Linked DNA regions of Lactuca sativa: region 2 is linked to region 1. The links are chromatin contacts, called in public Hi-C maps. All regions are on one chromosome and are shown on one strand. The core of a region is the stretch at or near the end of the contact, and the rest is flanking DNA. Distances in the headings are between cores, read along the strand shown.

Region 1 (5,039 bases), core at 2,316-4,815:
TATAAATGAGCCGGATCGAAATGAACTAAAGAACCATTCTTCAAAAAGTGTGTTGAACATCAGCCACGATGTGGTAAAGAAACGCTACGTCATGGTGTCGAGTTTGAAGTCGTAATGGTCACAAAATATAAGATCACCACGATGTGGTCTAGTGATGCCAAGTCGTGGTGACAGGCTAGATGTAGTCATGATAATATCAAATGCCAATACGTGTAGATGATGGCTACGTCGTGGTGTTTTCTCATAATGCCTTAAAAAGCCAAACTAATGCATCGTTCTATCGTAATGGCTTAGGATCATTCTCGACTTTTTCTTTCTGTAAAACTTTTTTCAAAACTAATATTTTCCTCAAGAGGAAACTCACACTTATTTAAAAACTTGGTCTTTAATTTTATTCTTCCAAAAATCTCTCGGCTTCTTTATCAATTAAGCTCCTTCACTTCTTCCTTTCAAAACTACAAAAAGAAAATCAAAAGATTAGAGAAACACATGATTATTCGGTTAAACTAAAAATATAAACTAAAAAGAAGTAAAAAAGGAAAATAAAATGCAAACTCTTAAACATCAGGTTGCCTCCAGAGAAAGGTTGTTGCGGTTGGGAGTGGGATCTCCCTTTTCATATTTTGCTCTTTCCACTTACGCTTGTATGATTGAACTCTTCGAATGTATGCTTTTTTCGAATTTTCTTTCTTCTTTTGATTAGCATTTCTTCATCTTTACACGTAACTCCTTTGCATTGCTTTTTCACCCTTGTACTATTCTTCTCATCTCGCTCCATCTTGACCATTGTTGGTTTCTCTAATTCCCAGCTCATATCTTCATCAATTATCTCAAATTCTTTACTTGAATCAACTTCTATTTCACCACTTGCCTCTTCCACTTGAGCCTTGGGTGTAGCGAACGTGATCCCCTCAAATCTCAACTTCTTCACTTAAATCAACTTGGTTACTTGAATCAACTTAAAAGTCTTTCTAACTAAAAACTAATTGCTTACAACACAAAAATTTCTAACTTACATGTATTTATGATTAGTTATATATACTTATGATTTCAACATCAAACTAATTATTTTTTTGATATATTTGAAATAACGAATGGACAATTTAAGTCTAATACATGTAAAAAAAAGATTCATATCATATCAAAACCTAAATTATCCAACATGATTTTAGTATAGTCCGGAACATTACGTTTCTAGACTCATTGCTCATTTATTTGAGTAACAAAATAGTTAGTCAAATCCGATATGATATGGTCAATTTTTTTGGGATAATGCCATCAAAAACCTTAAGTTTGGCGGATGTTGGATTTACCGTCTAGCGGATTTTTGGTTCGTTTATACCGCAAACTTGCCATTTTTTGTAGGGTTTTCCCTTTTTACCTGTTATAATAGGTTTTCAGGTTACCATGAAATATTATTTGCAAAAAAACCCTTAAGTTTACAAATATTTCTCAAAGAAACCCTTAAGATTATAAATCTTAATAATGGTTTGGAATATGTTATTAAGGATTCTCAAAGTGACATCACTTCATATAAAGACCAAATGAAATAAACTTAGTAAGGTTAATATATTTCGATAGTGAGCTGCTGTCTTGGACCGTTTTCCTACCAAAACAAACTTGTCTAGCTGTGGTATTGACATTCCTTGTACCTTATGCCCGATTTATAACAACTCTATAAAAAGATATTCAACATGTGCTTATCGAGTGTTAAGTGACGTCCCAAATTCTTCTCAATATAAGTCGTTGGTGTGATATATGTTTGTCTAATCTTATTTTTATCCGTGATACGTGGTTTTTTGGATTCGTTGTATGTATCCATGACTCATAAAGCAATTTTAGAGGTGATCATAGTCACTATGTGGTGACATTATTTCCATGCAATTAGGAGTCGTAGTGTTCGTAAAGCGATCGACCAACAGGCGGTGGGAAACAGATGGAATAGGGAGAGAAAACAGGTTAAAGGATAAACCACAAGAGCACAGGAAAAAACGCGTGTCCAAGACACGTATCCAACCTTTGACCAATCAAATTGAACAACTTATGATATTAGAGGGAACATAATGTATTTGGAAAAAAGAAATGGGCCAATTGTGAAAACTATAAAAAGAAAGGACAACATATGAAAATAGTTAAAGATGTAGACCAAATACGTTAAAAAGGCATTACGTTCGCTATTCATAAGGTTTGATTTCTTTAATATATATATATATATATATATATATATATATATATATATAAAAGTTTAGGTTATTTTGTTCTAACTAATTATTGTGCGGACGTATCAACAATGCTATTCTTTGAGAGTGATAAATAAAATATGTTGTTTGATAATATAAATACGTTCAATCTTACATAAATATTGTCATTAACAAACATTCTCACTAATTAAATTGTCTATAAGGTTATTATACACTTATTATTATTATTCTCATTTCTGTCAGAATGTTTATTGAGTCGTATTCTGTAACAATGAAAATGAGTGAAAAACGATGTGTGAGAACAAAAATAAATAATAATTAGCGAGAATGCATGAAAATGACCATATTTTTGTAATGTTGAACGTATTCGCATTGCTAAACAACTTATTCTCTTAGTAATTCTCATAGAATAACATTGTCCACACATCCGCACAATAATTAGTTAGAATACTTGAACCTAGCTCTCTATCTTTGTCTCTGTCTCTATATATATATATATATATATATATATATATATATATATATATATATATATATATATATATATATATATATATATATATAGGGCTAGGTTATAATGTGGGTGGACAACTATTGTGTGGACGTGTAGATAATGCTATTTTATGAAAATTACTAAGAGAATATGTTGTTTAGTAATGTGAATACATTCAATCTCACATAACTATTGTTATTTTAATGGATTCTCATCAATTCTAATTCATTTTTGTTCTTATTCATTGTTTTTTTATTTATTTTAATTCTTACAGAATACTACTCAATAAACATCCTGATAACATTATGACAACATTATGACAGAATGAGAATAATTAAAAAAAATGTATAATAACCTTATAGACGTTTTAATAAATGAAAATGCTTAAATATTAAAATAATTATATAAGATTGAACGTTTTCATATTATTAAATAACATATTTTCTTTGTAATTCTCACAGAATAACATTATCCACACGTCCATATAATAGATGTCAATCCACATTTGATACAAATTTTTGATATTTAAATTATAAAAAACTATTTAGTTTTATTAAAATTTGAATATTTATTTATATTTTATATGTTTATAATCTTAAGTGTTTTTTTTACAAATAATATTTTATGGTAACCTGAAATCTAGTATTACAAGTAAAAATAACAAAACCGACAAAAAAATAATAAGTTTGCAACATAATCAAACCAAAAATATGTGGTAGGGTAAAATTGATATTTTCGACCAAGTTTAAGACTTTTATTGTATTACATTCGAAAGCATTTTATGATTTTATTCTATAAAATACTTTAACAATAATCATGTCCTTTTAATGATAAAAAAAAGAACAACTCTTTCTTTCAGTTCTCAAATAATAATATGTTATTATTGGTATATGCTCAGGACTGCATCTGAAATTTATTTGGTACAAACCAAACCCTTTCTAGCAATCCACCACCATTTTCACCGTCCCCGTCGCCACCGCCGCCGTTTTACTGACAACATACCACCATCCTGGTGCGGTGGCTAATTAGCCTTCTTGTGTATGTAAATCGCTTTTCACCATTATCTTTCGTGCCCTAAAGCCCTTGATAAAACCTCACACCACCACCGTTTACGGCGATGAAGGACATACCGCGTCCGTCTTCGTCCGGCTCCGTGTACGTGCCTCCGCACCATCGCCTTCGCTCCGTCGTCACTACCTCTGCCCCTGCCCCTGCCCCTGCCCCTGTCCCTGTCCCTGTCCCTGTCCCTGTCCCTGCCCCTCTACCCGATATCTCATCTACTCCCCATGCTGTTCTTGACAACAAAACCTCTTTTGTTAGTTCATCTCAGAGCAATATTAACAATAGGTTTACAGTTCCTTATCCTTACTTGCCTCCTCACCAAATTATAAAATCTCAGGCCGTTGCCGTCTCTCAAGAAGGCCCCCGTCGCGAATTCGATTTCTCTTTCCATCCTGTGAGTTTTATTTAACTACATTCCTTGTAAATTAGGAATTTTAGTTTTTGTAGTAAAGAATATAATTGAAGTTATTTAACCAAGTTCATGACAAGAATAACGTAAGTGTTTAGTAACATGCTTCCTCCTCAGTTCACTTCGATCATTGTTTTCTTATAAGTGATACTCAGCGCTATGGTTCGTAAAATTGTCAGGACAAGCACCACTGCGTGCATTTTTAAGTAATCATAGGAAGAATCAATGATAAAACTTGCAAGAAATCATAGAAAATATCAACATGGTCTCTTTTTTTTGTCAGGAATCAATCATAAAACTTGCTGTTGTATTTTAATATTCTTTATACATTTCCAGGGTGCTTACACATCTGATATAGAATCTTGGAAGTGGAAGCTAACAACACTAATAAACAGCAAGGATAAACAAGAACTGGTTTCAAGGGAAAAAAAAGACAGGCGTGACTATGAACAAATATCAGCCCTCGCAACTAGCATGGGTTTGCACAGGTACTATCATCATTTCAAGAGTTAGCACACATGCCTACTTATATATATTATTGACCAAAATAACCTTTTTCCTCTAAATCTTGACAGCCATTTGTATGCCAAAGTGCTTGTCATTAGCAAGGTTCCATTGCCAAACTACCGATTTGATCTTGATGATAAACGCCCTCAGAGGGAGGTGGCCTTGCCTGAGGGGTTGCAAAAGAGAGTTGATGCTCATTTGAAAGAATATCTTTCTTTTAAGGCTGAAAGTATGAAAGGGTCTCAAGATGATTTGATTTCAAAGACAAATAGCAATGGTAACATTGGTAGTGATGAAGGTTTCTTTGAGCTACCAGAGTTGTCATCACAAGGCAAGGCTGCCATTGAGAAACTCCTTTGGAGGAGGA
Region 2 (5,126 bases), core at 1,805-4,304, 200 kb after region 1:
TGATCTCCCACGTGGGCCTTTGGAGTGGTTGGTGTGGGTCGCTCAAATGATGCTTACTAATAATGTTACCCTCATGCAGGTGAAAGTGTGTTGAATGTTGATATTTCACGTGAATTAATATAAACTCATTAGTATATTTCAATTTGTAAAGATTTGAGCAAAAAGTAATAAAGAAATTGAGTCTTAAACGAATGAGCATGAGTATGGAATATCTTGAAGCGAGTCCACATTCTCTAAGATTGAAGAATCATATAAGAAACCTAGCCACTCAATGTCAAACATAAAGAAGCAAACACCATAAAAAAGATTCAAGACATCATAAATACAATATAGTGGATGATTTATAATGATTAATGAATCAAGACATTTAAAGGATAAATTAAAGAGTGAAATAAATAAATTGTAAAATACAAAATATTCTCCGGTTCGATTTTATCTTACCTATTAGTCCAAGTTGCCCCTTTGGAATTGGTTTGGTTCACTCAACATCAATAGAGAAATTAAAGATGTCCACCCAAAAAACATAATCCTAACTCGATACTTTTTTTAACTAAATATTTTATTAGAAAGTTAGAAAAAAACTAACATATATGATATAACTAGTTTATAACCCGTGGGAACAACGGTTACAAAATTAATTAAGTTTTTTTAGTGAAAATTCAAAGTTATTAATCAATTATTTTAAATAAATTATTAATTAGGAGATTTTTTAGTTATATAAAACTATAATTATTGATTTTAAATAAATATGTGAAATTATATCACTTTATAATTTGTATTAATTTTATTTTAATGCTATTAATTTAATGTAGATAGAATGGAAAATTTAAAATTTAAAATAATAATCAATAGGTTGACATGTGGCAAGTATTAATTAGGAGACATAATATGGTGACACATGACAAAAGAAGAATAAAACATGCATTAATTAATAGGTTTAATAAGATGACACATGTCAAAAGGAGAATAAAACTATTCTTTTATTAGAATAGGAAGATTACAAGGGAATGGAAAGAATAGGGGTTGAAAACCACGCAACCCGGCTAATAGAAAGCTTCTTATTTCTACAAACAAACCAATTATACAAGTAATTGATCAAACTAGCAATCAACATAATCCTTTTTATCTTTTGACCATTAAAAATAATATCGTTCCTAAAATTCCAAAGCAACCACCACATAATCATGACAATCGCTTCCACTGTACTTTGCTTGGCAACAGACAAAAGAAGGGAATCGATCCAAACAACCATATCTTTAATTTCTGCAAAATTAGGAATAACAACATCGCACCATCTCTCAAAAAACGTCCAAATATTAGCAGCCACTTCGCACCGAATGAGATGATGATAGATATATTCCAAATCATCATTGAAATCAGAACAAACCACCGAAGGGACATCCACGCCTTTATTAAACAGTTTCATACGAGTTTGTAACCTATTTAAATGACATCTCAAATAGAAAATATTTACTTTAAGAATGACATATTTATTCCATCTGACATATTTATTTCATCTATAAATGTATGGGCTTTTAACACGACAAACTCAACAGAACCGCCAACATCCCACACCCACTTATCTCTACACTCCGAAAAAACGAACTGAAAGATAAGGGTCGTCAAATCTTGTAGCATCCAAAAATTACCCCTTGATTGGGCAAGACCAACTCCAATTCCAATCAACCACATTCTATATTTGATTAATACAACAATCTTTATCGGTCTCCAAAATAAAAAGTCTAGGAAACCACACCATCAAAGGACTATCATCAATCCACTTGTCTTTCCTAAAAGAAGTATTCAATCCATTACCAACTTTTTGAATAATAGCATCCCTTGAGATTGCTCCGATGTCATGAGTTGATTGATTGTACCAATGATCGAATGCTAAACTCATCTTTTACGAACCGAACCATCATTCCAACTAAAACCACCATGTTTCCCGTACAAAGACTTTCAAACTTTAACCCATATTGAATCATAATCCACTAAAAAACGTCACTTCCATTTAAGAAGCAAAGTTTTGTTAAAAGCTTCCAATGAACCAATATTCAAACCACCGTTTTGTTTATTGGCTAAAATAATCTCTCATTTAACCCAATGTAATTTATGGTTACCTTCTTCCTCCCTCCCCCCCCCCCCCCCCCCCCCCAAAAAAAAAAAAAAAAAAAAAAAAACATGCTCTAACCTTCTCAAGATGTCTGTTAACCACACTTGGCATGCAGAAGAGAGTCATATAAAAGATTCCTAAAGAACCCAACATTGACTTCAGTTCCATAGCACGACCCCTATAGAAAGTAATCAAATCTGCCAAGAAGCCAATTTTATTTGAAAGTTATCTATAATGACATTCCTGGCATTAAACCACGACATACAAGCACCAAACAGGAGACCCAAGTAAATAAAAAGCAATTTTGCACTTTTACAATATATAACTTAAACAAATTAATCCACCCCTATTGATAGACACTAATCCCGAAAAAATTAGATTTTTGAAGATTAATTTGAATACTAAAAACCATATAAAAGCATCGCAAAACATCAATCAAAATCCCAACATGATTAAATGTCTTAAAATAGAATGAAGAAGCACAAAAAAAAATGTTGGTCATAATTAAGTTGAATAATTCTTTCCACTTTAAAAAAAGCCAATTCAATTTAAAAAAATATATTTAATTGTTATTTTAAAAACATATTTATAAAAATCTATATATATTAGCAAAAGTTAATTTTCATTTCAAGTATTAGATCTTAATTTGGTAATAAATTATACTATTATCTTTAGATTTAAATCTCTGAATTATCTATTATAATATAAATTTATCAAAACCGTTGAATTAAACGATATAAATTATAAATTTGTGCAACCTTTATTCATTCTTTTGGGTCTAAACTTATAAAAGCCATAAACTTTTTTCTTGAAACTTAAAAAGTAGAAGAAAAAGGAGATAAAAAGAATAAAACAAAAGGATATTATTATCACATAATTATACAACACACCCTTACACATAACAATTTATGTTACGTTCTTTGGCTTCCTAATTCTCCTCTATCTTATAAAATCTGTCTTTTCTCTCTCTCTCTCTCTCTGGACCATCGTACTTTTTCTTCTCCCATATCACTGTTTTTCTCTCTCTCATCTCTCTGTGGCACCAATATATACATACACGCCCTATATATATACAAACACGGATTAATCAAGAAACATTTTTGAAAGAATATAAATTGAAAGAGAGAAAAGAATTCAGTTAGCTTCTAGCCTTTCAAAACCCTGATTAATCATACCTTCCATCAGTTCTTCCCAATATATATTTCATCATTGACCTCTTTTCTTTCAGAGATCAAAGGGTACGGATCTTTTTTCCTTCCAATCTTGCGGCTAGGGCTCAGTTAATATGTAATAAACTCTCTCTTTCTCTCTCCTGATAATCTGTTCTGATGTACATGTATGTCTGTGTACTTTTTAATACCTATATGTACCTTCTTTATCCATTTTCATGCACTCTGTATTACCATCTCTTCATTAATTTCTGTATTCTTTTTTGGTTCTGATATGGGTTTTCAATGTTTGATGGAAATTTCAAGTTGGGTTTGTTGATTATGCATCGCATTTTGACGACATGGTTTTGTTTTTAGTGTTTGATTTGAGATTCGATGGCGATATGATTGAAAGCCAATATGTGGGTGCTCGAATTATGTTGTGGAATTGATACATTCTTCGATCCTTTTTAATTAGAAAACTGTAGGAAAAGCAAGGATCGATAGAATTTCGTCAACTTATCAAAGGTCTCTAATCTCTTTCTGTGTGTGAAAATAGTGTTTTTCTCATAAATTTCCTCTCGAATCTTACTTGAATTCTTCATATACGATAATCTTTGAAATCAATTTAAATTCTTTGATTATAAAACGATAATCGTATGACGTTTTATGCCTTCTTCCGTTTCTTCTTTTTCTAATCTTGACCATTTAGTCAACCTAAATTCATTTTCCCCTTTTTTAAATTCATGCATTGCATCCAGCTATTCTCCATGGAAATGAAACCACATCCCTTCGGCCTTAATTTCTTGTGTACTTTTACTTTACATATCCCTTTATTGACTTCTTTTAAGGATTATTCACTAATCAACTATAATCATGGTTTTTTAATTTATTTGTAGTGATCAAGATATAGCTTTATGGAGACTAATGGTTTTAATAGGAGAGGAAGAAGAAGAGAACATATAATTCATTACAATATTAATGGCGAAGTGAGCACTTCATCTACTGATGAAGAACTCGACCCATGGACAGCTTGGGCCTACAAACCTCGAACTATTTCATTGTTATTCATTGGTGCATGTTTTCTTATGTAAGTTTCTTGAATTTCATGTTCAAAAATCAAGATTCTTGTATTTCTAATCATTAACCATTTCATTGTTATTCATTTGGGTTTTCAAATCTTGTTTTTTGTATAAGTTATGATTAAATTATTTTACTTTTCAGTTGGGCAAGTGGAGCTCTTACTCCTGAAAGTAATTCATCGCCTGATCTTGTTACATCAGTCAAAAGGTGAATCTTTTTTTTTATTATTATTATTATTATTCATATGATGATTTTGTGTCATTCATGCAATTATTGTTCATTTATTCTAATCTTTATTTCTTATTAAAGGGGCATATGGGCAATGATTGCAGTTTTTCTGACTTATTGTTTGCTGCAAGCTCCTTCAACGTAAGTTTCTTGATTTAACAAAGTTGCCCATATCATTATAATTAAGTTTTTGAGAAAATGACAACATTACCCCTACAAGACTTTAATCTTTCAATAATCTCATGATCTTTTTCAGGTTACTAATTAGACCACATCCTGCAATTTGGCGATTAGTTCATGGAATGGCTGTTATCTACCTTGTTGCTTTGACTTTTTTGCTTTTCCAGGTTGACTTTTTTTATCTTTACTTTCTTTATGCTAATACCCTTATATGGAACCTTCTCAACATTTTTGGGGGGTAAATTTGTAATTTCCACAATCCCCACCACCTAAAACTCGGCTAAAACTTTTCATGTCAGAATCGTGATGATGCTAGGCAGCTTATGAAGTATCTCCACCCTGATCTTGGAATTGGTAACATATTTTGTATTATT

The links. Hi-C and Micro-C count contacts between places; a contact is called where the count stands out from the background.
Region 2: a contact with region 1 is called in a Hi-C map of leaf, with 4 times the contacts expected there. The contact joins the promoter of LOC111911270 here to the promoter of LOC111911268 in region 1. A contact is called at or near these places in 3 of 4 Hi-C or Micro-C datasets (leaf and seed).

The regions. Positions count from the first base shown.
Region 1 is chr8:61,231,391-61,236,429 of Lsat_Salinas_v11, forward strand. It overlaps LOC111911268 (DExH-box ATP-dependent RNA helicase DExH5, mitochondrial), which reads left to right and starts at 3,566. Exons shown (of 17, transcript XM_023907069.3): 1 at 3,566-4,150; 2 at 4,502-4,653; 3 at 4,741-5,039. The coding sequence starts at 3,812.
Region 2 is chr8:61,431,812-61,436,937 of Lsat_Salinas_v11, forward strand. LOC111911270 (CDP-diacylglycerol--serine O-phosphatidyltransferase 1) reads left to right here and starts at 3,055. Exons shown (of 13, transcript XM_023907070.3): 1 at 3,055-3,400; 2 at 4,161-4,351; 3 at 4,486-4,551; 4 at 4,654-4,713; 5 at 4,829-4,919; 6 at 5,052-5,106. The coding sequence starts at 4,179.